Regions from separate parts of the Rattus norvegicus genome. Here region 1 is linked to region 2. A link is a contact called in public Hi-C data. All regions are on one chromosome and are shown on one strand. The core of a region is the stretch at or near the end of the contact, and the rest is flanking DNA. Distances in the headings are between cores, read along the strand shown. Region 1 overlaps Adk (adenosine kinase). Region 2 holds the start of Kat6b (lysine acetyltransferase 6B).

Region 1 (4,620 bases), core at 1,606-4,105, 120 kb before region 2:
CACTCTAAAGAAATGTGGATTTGTGGTACGACTATTAATAAACTGTATTAAAAGCAGATTCAGGGCTGGAGAGATGGCTCAGTGGTTAAGAGCGCTGACTGCTCTTCCAGAGGTCCTGAGTTCAAACCTCAGCAACCACATGGTGGCTCACAACCATCTGTAATGGGATCTGATGCCCTCTTCTGGTGTGTCTGAAGAGCTACAGTGTACTCATATTCATATATAATAAATATATTTTTAAAAAAGCAGATTCATCATTAAGAAACAAAATAATATACATGTATGGTGACCATATAAACCAGAGAGACAGCTCCTCCTCATCATAGAGGAAGACCATGAGCATGTCTCCAAGAATGCCCTCAATTGTCTGCTACGTGGGAATGACACAGCCATTAACTTCTTAGACGTTTGCTTCCATTGTGTTACCACATTTGAGTCATTGTAGAAGTGAGCAGTGTAGAAATGATTTCCAAAGTTGCTTGTCTCATTTAATTTCCCAAACTGACAAATGCTGGAGAAGACCAGACAGAGTCAGGAGAGTGTTCACAAATGAAATGTGGGGCCACCAGATGCCTGGGCAGACAAAAGTGCCATGACCTTTGACCTCCACACTAGAGCTTTGAGATATACATGAACACATACACTAAATTAATGTAATTTTTTTAATGTGAGGCTATGTTAGCATTCATGTATGCAGAGAGAGAGAGAGAGAGAGAGAGAGAGATCTAAAACAAGTGTTTTGATTGTGAGAATATATGTAAATGCTTTCAGTCATTTTTAAAGTTTTAGCCCCCAGGCATGACTGTGCACATTCCTGTAATTCATGTACTCTAGAGGCAGAGGCAGGCAGACATCTGTGAGTTCAAAGCCAGCCAGGGATACCTTGTAAGACCCTATCTCAAATCATAAAGTTTTAACGATGCTAAGGTCCCCTTAACTAAAAACCAATATGCTCAACTATTACAAATTCAAATGTTTCATAGATAAGAAGTTTTAGAATATAAATTTGTAACTGTCAGTTAGCTGTATTATCATTAAAGAAAGTATTTGGTTTCACGCCTGGTTTTGCAGGCAGGCATATGATGTGCATATAGTAAAAATCTCAGTTTCATAGTGCTCCCGTGATGTTTCGGGGTTAGTCAGCCTGTTCAGGACCTTATTTCTTCTTGAGCTCTTTGCTCTAAGTGTACCTGGTTTACGTTCAGTCTTAGCGACAAATTGCACTCTCTATTTCCTGCTAAGCAGCACTATATTAACCTTTCATTAGTTCCTATTTACTGATTTAAAAATTGTTTCCCGGGGCTGGGGATTTAGCTCAGTGGTAGAGCGCTTACCTAGGAAGCGCAAGGCCCTGGGTTCGGTCCCCAGCTCCGAAAAAAAGAACCCAAAAAAAAAAAAAAATGGTTTCCCTTTTTGTCATATCTGCCATAATGGATTAGAGCATGGAAGCAAAGTAATCACCGTAGTCACCCGCCCCGTTACCGTCTGACGCACGAACCCAGCTCCACCAGTGATGCCAACAGTGCTGTTAGATTCAGGAAGCACGTACACCCCTCTACGGGTCCCCAGAAGCATCAGCAGCAGTGCAGGATATCTACGAGCCATGAGCAGAGTTGCCTCAAGTCAGCGTTATTAATAAAAATATAAGCAATGTGTGGAATGCTGAGAAATCCAGTGGTTTTTATAATGTCATTAATGTTGTCTTACTTCATTAGAGAAAAATATGAAAGCATAGGTTAGAGTGTGGTGCTCTTGAGTAAAACAAGACTAAATCACTTTATCTTAGCAATTTTCTGTCTATGAAAATGGCCCAGTGTCCCCAAGTCTAGTGTAACAAACCAGACAAACATTTGTATTTCCTCTCTCCTACTTTAATATTGGAACACCTTGAAAAGAAAGAAAGAAAGAAAGAAAGAAAGAAAGGAAGGAAGGAAGGAAGGAAGGAAGGAAGGAAGAAAGAAAGAAAGAAAGAAAGAAAGAAAGAAAGAAAGAAAGAAAGAAAGAAAACAAGACAAGTGGGGTGATTGAAGGAAAGGAATGGCAAACATCCTTCCTTCCTACCAGCACCCCTGCCCTCTCTTATTTTCTGTCATTAATTCCAATTCTTTCCCAAAACCACAGAGCGTTGCCATCGGTGATGTGACCGCCGACAAGGCCAGCCCAACACCTCTAAAAATAACCTGTGTTTATTCATCAGGAAAGACCCTCTGCGGCATTGTTTATGATGTCCTGGTGGGTTTCTCTGCAAATTCTAGATAATCTTTTATTTTTGTAAGCATCTTTAATCTTTAAAATGAATTGGGCATTTTTTTAGCAAGAAGCAGCAGCTTAGGAGAGCACTGGAGAAAGATAGAAGCTGGAGGTAGGCAGAGCACAGGCAGGAGAGTGGGTTTCTCTACTTAGGTGATAGAAAATTGCACAGCGCCCGATTTAAATGACAGACCTGCTAAGAATTTAAAATGACAATTCTTGGTAAAGAGTTTCATGAGGCCTTTTATTATTCTGGAAAAACAGCTCAGAGTACAGTGTGCTGTTAAGTCTTCTTTTTCGTGAACTGAACTGATTAAAGGTTTACATTGTTAGAATCTAAATAAAAACAAGGTACTTAAAAGCAGGCTTCATTATAAAGCCTTTTAAAAACTGTCATAAATTGATGTGAATTAAATAAAATGAGAAAAGAAACCTCCAAAACCTAAATTTAGTCACTCTCCCTATTTTCATTGTCTCCACAACAGAAATAAGTGCCAATTTTTGAAAGGAATTCAAACCATTGAGTCATTTATTCAGCATGACTCCAAGCAGAGATTTTCCTTCTCTTGGAGGTGTCTAAAGCATAATGCTCTCTCCACATGGGGAGCAGAGTGATCTCATTCCTCTTCCCTCCTTCCGCCAGCTTCTGATTACCCAGGACATCCGAGCATCACAGCCTTTCTCTGGCCAGAGAGACTCAGTCACCTTGTAACACTGAATGACACAGTATAGAATTACACGGTCCAGTGATCACACTTGGCTGCTCAAGTTAAGATTATTTAACATTACATAAAATAAAAGGCAAGGCCGGGAGTACCTGCAGCTCTGCAGTACCAGCTGCCCTGACTGCTAAGGCAGGAGGATTGCTTGGATCCATGGATTTGATACCAGTCTACAATACAGTGAGACTGTCTTTAAAAATAAAACAAAATGCACTCAACCCTGTCTGACCTATACACATTCCTAGTATCCCATAGCCTGTGGGCATGATGTCTACTTTATTAGACAGTACCCAGAGCAAACATACATACGCATCATCTCAAAAAGTTGCGTTGATCGGCAGTGAGGAGAAAATCTGCACAGCATATTCAGGAAGTGATGGTCCCCTGGGACCTCTCTAAAGTGACACTTAGGTTCCTGTGTTCTGTACAGATTTTAGGATTGCAGTAAACTGTCACTGTCTCTGAAAATAAGACCCAAGTCGGGTCCTACTGGCAAGGGATCCAGTGGTGCTTTCCTGGGTGTCTGGGTCCCAAAGGAGGACAATTCTCAAAATGGATCAGGAGACACAGATCAGATCGTTCTCTAAAACTGTCCCCCCAGAACCCAGAAAAAACACAGGAATGAAAAACCAATGCTTCGAAGCTGTTCAGAGCCACCGCCATGTGCCATGGAGGAGGTGTGTCCTCAACCCCCACAGTAATAAACTTTTAAAGAAGGGAAAGAGAGTTAAAATCTGACTTCTAGAGCTATCTAGCAGTGACAGAAGACAAAAAAAGCCTGTTAAGCAGTCAGCCGAGAAGGCACACTTCAAACAGGGGGAACAAGGAGACGGAGGCCTCCACACCAGAAGGAACACGGTGGTAACACCGTGCACCGTGTACTCCACAAGGCCCGAGTCTCTGGGTTGAGTCGAGTGAGGGAGGTAGCTTGAGACCTGACTGGCGACTGGCAGGTCACAGAAGATGGTAGGACTGAGTGAGCAGTGCGTGGGAATGCCACCGCTGGGACAGACTGGGACAAACAGTTGTGTCACCTGCTTGGTGAAAATGAAATGAAAACAAGAGAGTATGAGGAGGAAAATGTTTGTAAAAGACGTCGTTCACTCATTCACTGGGTGTCACGTACCACAGTGCGGGTATGAAGGTCGGAGGGCAACTTGTGGGAATCCATGGTTGAGAAAAGCACAGCTGTACACATTATAAAATGCTGCAGTTTATGACATCTTTCCAGTGTGTACATTTGATATTGGAAACCTTGAGAGAAGGTTGTTGAGTCAGGCCAACAGGTGAAACAGGCTCTGTGGCCTGTTCCACGTCGCACAGCTCACTGGTGCTGCCAGGGCAAGCAGAGCTCAATTCTCAAGTCTGGCCCTCTTCCTTACAAACCCTGTGTTTTCCTCCACCCTGTCCTAGCGTATTGGAAGGAGTCTGATGAAAGCCAAGTAGTATCCAAATACCTCAACGTTGGGGGAAGAGCGGTCTCTACTTGTGTGATAATAGCACAAGGCACATCACAGAGCTCACAGAGCAGCACAGTCTGTGGGGAACCTGGGAGTAGTGGTTCCGAGCTCTGAGATCCCCGCGGGCGACTTGCTGTCGGCAGTCCTGGCTGTACTGCTTCCGTTCATAACCTTGATGCCTTCCAGTC
Region 2 (4,366 bases), core at 1,221-3,720:
GAATCAGAGCGTGGGTTGGGCCAAGGATGGTATCTGGGAAGCGTCTGGTCATTCTGACTCCAGTGATCTGTGCACTGCACTAAACAGCACAAACAACTGCCAACGGCTGGCAGAGGATAGCTGTTTTACAGTGGTGGGGATAGGTGAGATAAGATGCTAGTTTATAACGGTGCAGAATGTATACTACGCTTGGTTTTCAATTCTAGCTATTCCTGGGTTAACTTAATTGAGCTGTTTCACTCAGCAGAAACTTGAGATGCCACAGATAAGAAAGAGGTTTAAGAGTAAGCAGTAAGTATCTCTGACTGCTTCTCTGTTATCCTCAGCCCTACTTATCTGAAGAGGCAGATTTATCAAAGGACAAGTAACCCTCCAGGGGAATAGCAGTGGGAAAACTGTGTTCCCTTTTCTTGCCACACCCGTTGGATGATTTTGTTAGGAAAAGAAACTATGTTTCTGTTTTCTGAGTTTGCTAGCTCTTGGAGCTATAGTAGCACAGATTTAGGCAAACATTGACCTATTTTTTGCTGTTTCTCTTGTTCTCAGAGTGGGGTGGGGGGGCTTGAACCTTGAGCATTAAACAAGTTCTTTAAAGAGTCTGTTTACTGTGATGCTCTGGAAATCCTTGTGTGCTGTGAGCTCAAAGGCCTGGGCTTCATCCCCAGCACTGTGACAGCTCTAAGTGTTAGGGTTTCCTTTTGGGTGGCAGTGGGAATGAGTGAACGGAGACTTGGGTTCTCACTGTTCTTACTTGTATCTTTATCATACTTGGTGCGAATATAGAGATCTAGAGTTTTAAACTTTGTTTTTAAGACATGGTTTATTTTATTGCTCCAGATAAGATGCAGTTAGAGGGTTGGGTGTGGTGGTTTACTATCTGTAATTCTATCAATTGGGAGTCCTCAAGTAGGAGGACTGCTTGAGGCCAACTGGTCTACAGAGCAAGACTTTGTCTTGTCTCAAGAAGAAAATAAATGTCAACCCAAGGGACCAAGATGTAACTTAAAAAAAAAAAAGTGCATCTGGGCAGACTATCAGAAATGCTACAAAGCAAAACAGCAGGGCTAATGAGTCAGCCAATATCCTTAAATTTACTTTGTAACTTCTTGGAGAATAAAATTCCTAGCACTTGTATTATGGGAAGGGGGGAGAGCACACCTTATAAATGCCCTGTCTTTGAAACAATCTAAGTGAACTAATTAGTTAAGGACTAATGGCTTGTAAAAACTCTCCTTGAGCAAGTTATTGAAGATCCTAAATGAAACAGACCGGAAGAAACTTAGAAAACCCAACCCCGGGCTTCCTTCATCAGTAATATAACTCAAAAGTTGCCAAGCCAATCAGTGGCTGAGTTTACCTTGTGTTTTGTTTCCCTGGGCTGAGCCTGAGAGTGCCCAGATTTAATCTAAAGAGGTTTGTTTTAAAAACTAACAACCAAGTAATAAAACACCTATAAAAGAGGTTTATAATGGAACTGGTGACAGTTCTGAGTATAATGTTACACCTCTTCTGCTCCCCCTCCTTTTTTTTTTTTAATCTTTTATTCACCTCTGCCCTTTGTCTTGGCTTCTTCTTCACCTTGCTGCCAAACACAGAAGCAGGGGAGCTTGCATACCATAGTAGCCTTTGTGTATTTTTGTCTGCATGCGCAGGGATGCTGCTGCTGTGTCTGAGATAGGAACCGAGGTTGTTGGTTCTAACAAAGTACCTACATAGTTGAACAGTAGTTTTTAATGGGGAGTCGAACACCGCTGCAATAGTGTCAGTGGCATAAAAATGTGAGTCATTCAGGGCAGGGAGACTGAAATTCCTACTCCTTGACATCCTACATCTCCTCATCAGGGGCCCCAAGAACATCCTGATTCAAGGACAGAACTTGAGGCAACAGGTGGTTTTACCACCCCGGCCACCACACGGGGAAACTTGGCTTTCCCCGGGACATAGTTTTGTTTCCCTTCTTGACAGTGGTCTGGGAAAGGGAAACGTTCGAACTCTGTAGGAGGAGCCTTTTCTCAAGTCCACCTTTCTCATACTCTCAAGTATCTCTTACCAGCATCCCACCTAACTCTGGGGAGAGTAGGGACGTTTTCTCCAGAGTCCGGAGGGCGCTGCAAGGCATGTGGGCAGCTTTCGAGTAGCCTTGCCTAGGCGGCCAGAGGATCCCCCGGCCTCCCTCGTATGGGCCTCAGGAACTCCGGGGGCCCAGGGGAAGCCTGGAAAACCGAACTTCGCCATCAGCTTTCTTTACAGCGCTGGTTGGAGACGAGGAAAGGGCCCCCCAGCGGTCGCCCCCAGCCCAACCCCCTGCCCCTTTGCCATCCAGCTGCACAGTCTAGGAAGCACCCAGATCGCAGCTCCGAGCTCGCCAGCCTCCCGCAGGCCGGGAGAGGGCATCCTGAGGGGCAGCTTCCCTCTCCAAGCCTGCATCTGACATCCCCACTCCCACCCGAGGATGCCTGTCCGCAGTCGCTGAATGTCACTGCTCCCTCTTCCTCCTGATCAGGGTAGACACAGCTCCTGAGGCATCCCCCACCCCAAAACTGCCGTGGTCGCCCGAGGGTACAAGGCCGGGGAGAAGGACGAAGTTTGGGGCCCACGGCGGCGGGAGGGGGGGCGCGTTTAAGAAGACCGCACCTCAGTCCCAGACCTGGCGGACACACTCCCCGCCCCAAAACGGCCTAGGCATCCCCATCCTCTCGGACACCGGCATCTCCGCCCTCCCCCGAGGGCGGTGAGCGGAGCCCCCCGGGGCGGAGGCAGGTACCCCCGGGGCGGAGACTGGGGCGGGCGGGGTCCGGGCTGCGCCCCCGGCCGGGCCAGGCGGGCTAGCGGGCGGCGCGGGGGGAGCGGGGCTGGGCGGCGCTGCCTCGGGCTCTGTGCGCTGCAGCCCGGAGCCGAGGAGGAGGAGGCGGAGGAGGAGAAGGAGGCGGCGGCGGTGGGTCCCGGGCGGGGGGAGCGCGGCGCTGCGGACCCGGGCGGCTGGCAAAGGACGAGGCGGAGGCTGAGGAAGGCAGCGGGGAGACCCGGTCTGCAGCAACAAAGGGCACCAAGCGATTGGCCGGGCTGCAGGCGAGGTTAGCCGGGGACCGGGGTGGCCGGAGGCAGCGGCGAATGGTGCACGTGCTTGCAGACACGGGCGAGTGCGGAGCCGGGGGTGCACGCCCGGCGGGTAGGGGGCTTGCTCCCCCTCCGTATGGGATGGCGAAGAGGCTGCAGCGAGATCGTTCCGCCTGCACCCGGCCTGAGGCTGGCAGGGTAGGGGGTATGTGAGGGGGGTAGGATGCGAGCCAGGGGGCGGGCGAGTAGTCGCCCGGGACGGGACAGGAGAGAGGGTGGAGGAGGGGGCTGGATGGAACGCTCCGGGCGGCGCGCCCGTCCGCGCGTTCCTCGGCGGGAGCAGGCGACTGAGAACCTCGAATTTTAACTTCGCGTGCCCGCCCGCGCGCGCCCGCCTGCGCCCACCCCTAAATCCTGCGGCCGCCGCCAGCGATCAGCTCTCACACAAACTTTAGCTGCGGGCTAGGGGCTTTGGGGTTGAGTGGGGGAGGGGAGAGGAAAAAGGCTCCTGATTGGCGTTGTGTACAACCAATAAGGCCAAGCGCCTCTGCTGCGCCTCGATCCAATCCATTTCTAGAGGTAGAGGGGGCGGGTAGGTGGAAGTAGAGGTGGCGCGGTGTCTGTGAGAGAGGAAAAGGGCTGGACCAATAGGTGCCCGGAAAAGGCGGGCCCCGCGGTCTGTTGATTGGTACTGGCAGTCGACCCTCCCTCGGGGTGGTGCCGGAGGTGGGGGGGAATGATGGGTCGAGAGGTGTGTCTATGTGGAGGCGAGATGACCGGCAGGAACTTGCCCCAATGGGGGGCAGAGTGTTTAGTTAGTGGGTGACGGACAGACCCGTAGGCCAACGGTTGGCCTTAAGTGTACGTGGTCTCGTCCAATGGAACGGCGCCGGGGCGGGGCCGCGGCTCGGGTTTAATGAGACTCCATTGGGCTGTAATCAGTGTCATGTCGGATTCATGTCAACGACAACAACAGGGGGACACAAAATGGCGGCGGCTTAGCTCCTACCCCTGGCGGCGGCGGCAGCGGTGGCGGGCGCTACGGCACCTCCTCCAGGCGGCAGCCGTGGCTTCTTTCTCAGGCAGCTTCAGCGCCCCCGGCAGGCGCGGTGGTGGTGGCGCGCGGCCAGGTCTGTCACCCACCCCGCGCGTTCCCAGGGGGAGGAGACTAGGCGGGCGGGGGACCGACGGGGGGTTGCCGGGGACCCTCGACGCCCCTCCCACAGGCCTCTGCGCGAGGGTCACCGCGGGGCCGCTCGGGGTCAGGCTGCCCCTGAGCGTGACGGTAGGGGGCGGGGGAGAGGAGGGA

Evidence for each region. A called contact is a pair of places that touch in the nucleus more often than the background predicts.
Region 1: a contact with region 2 is called in a Hi-C map of frontal cortex, with 2.2 times the contacts expected there. The contact joins the enhancer-like site here to the promoter of Kat6b in region 2. A contact is called at or near these places in 2 of 12 Hi-C or Micro-C datasets (frontal cortex and mammary epithelial cells).

The regions. Positions count from the first base shown.
Region 1 is chr15:2,982,241-2,986,860 of GRCr8, reverse strand. The region is part of intron 8 of Adk (adenosine kinase); the gene reads left to right. Among named protein-coding and RNA genes, the nearest start is that of Trnad-auc2, 42 kb to the right of the region's middle. Within about 2 kb of position 2,855, at least 10 of the 93 cell types and tissues checked have an H3K27ac peak or open chromatin away from gene starts, as enhancers often do.
Region 2 is chr15:2,859,547-2,863,912 of GRCr8, reverse strand. Kat6b (lysine acetyltransferase 6B) reads left to right here and starts at 2,470. Exons shown (of 17, transcript XM_039093710.2): 1 at 2,470-2,760. LOC102553460 (a long non-coding RNA gene) reads right to left here and starts at 4,206. Exons shown (of 4, transcript XR_596037.4): 1 at 4,067-4,206.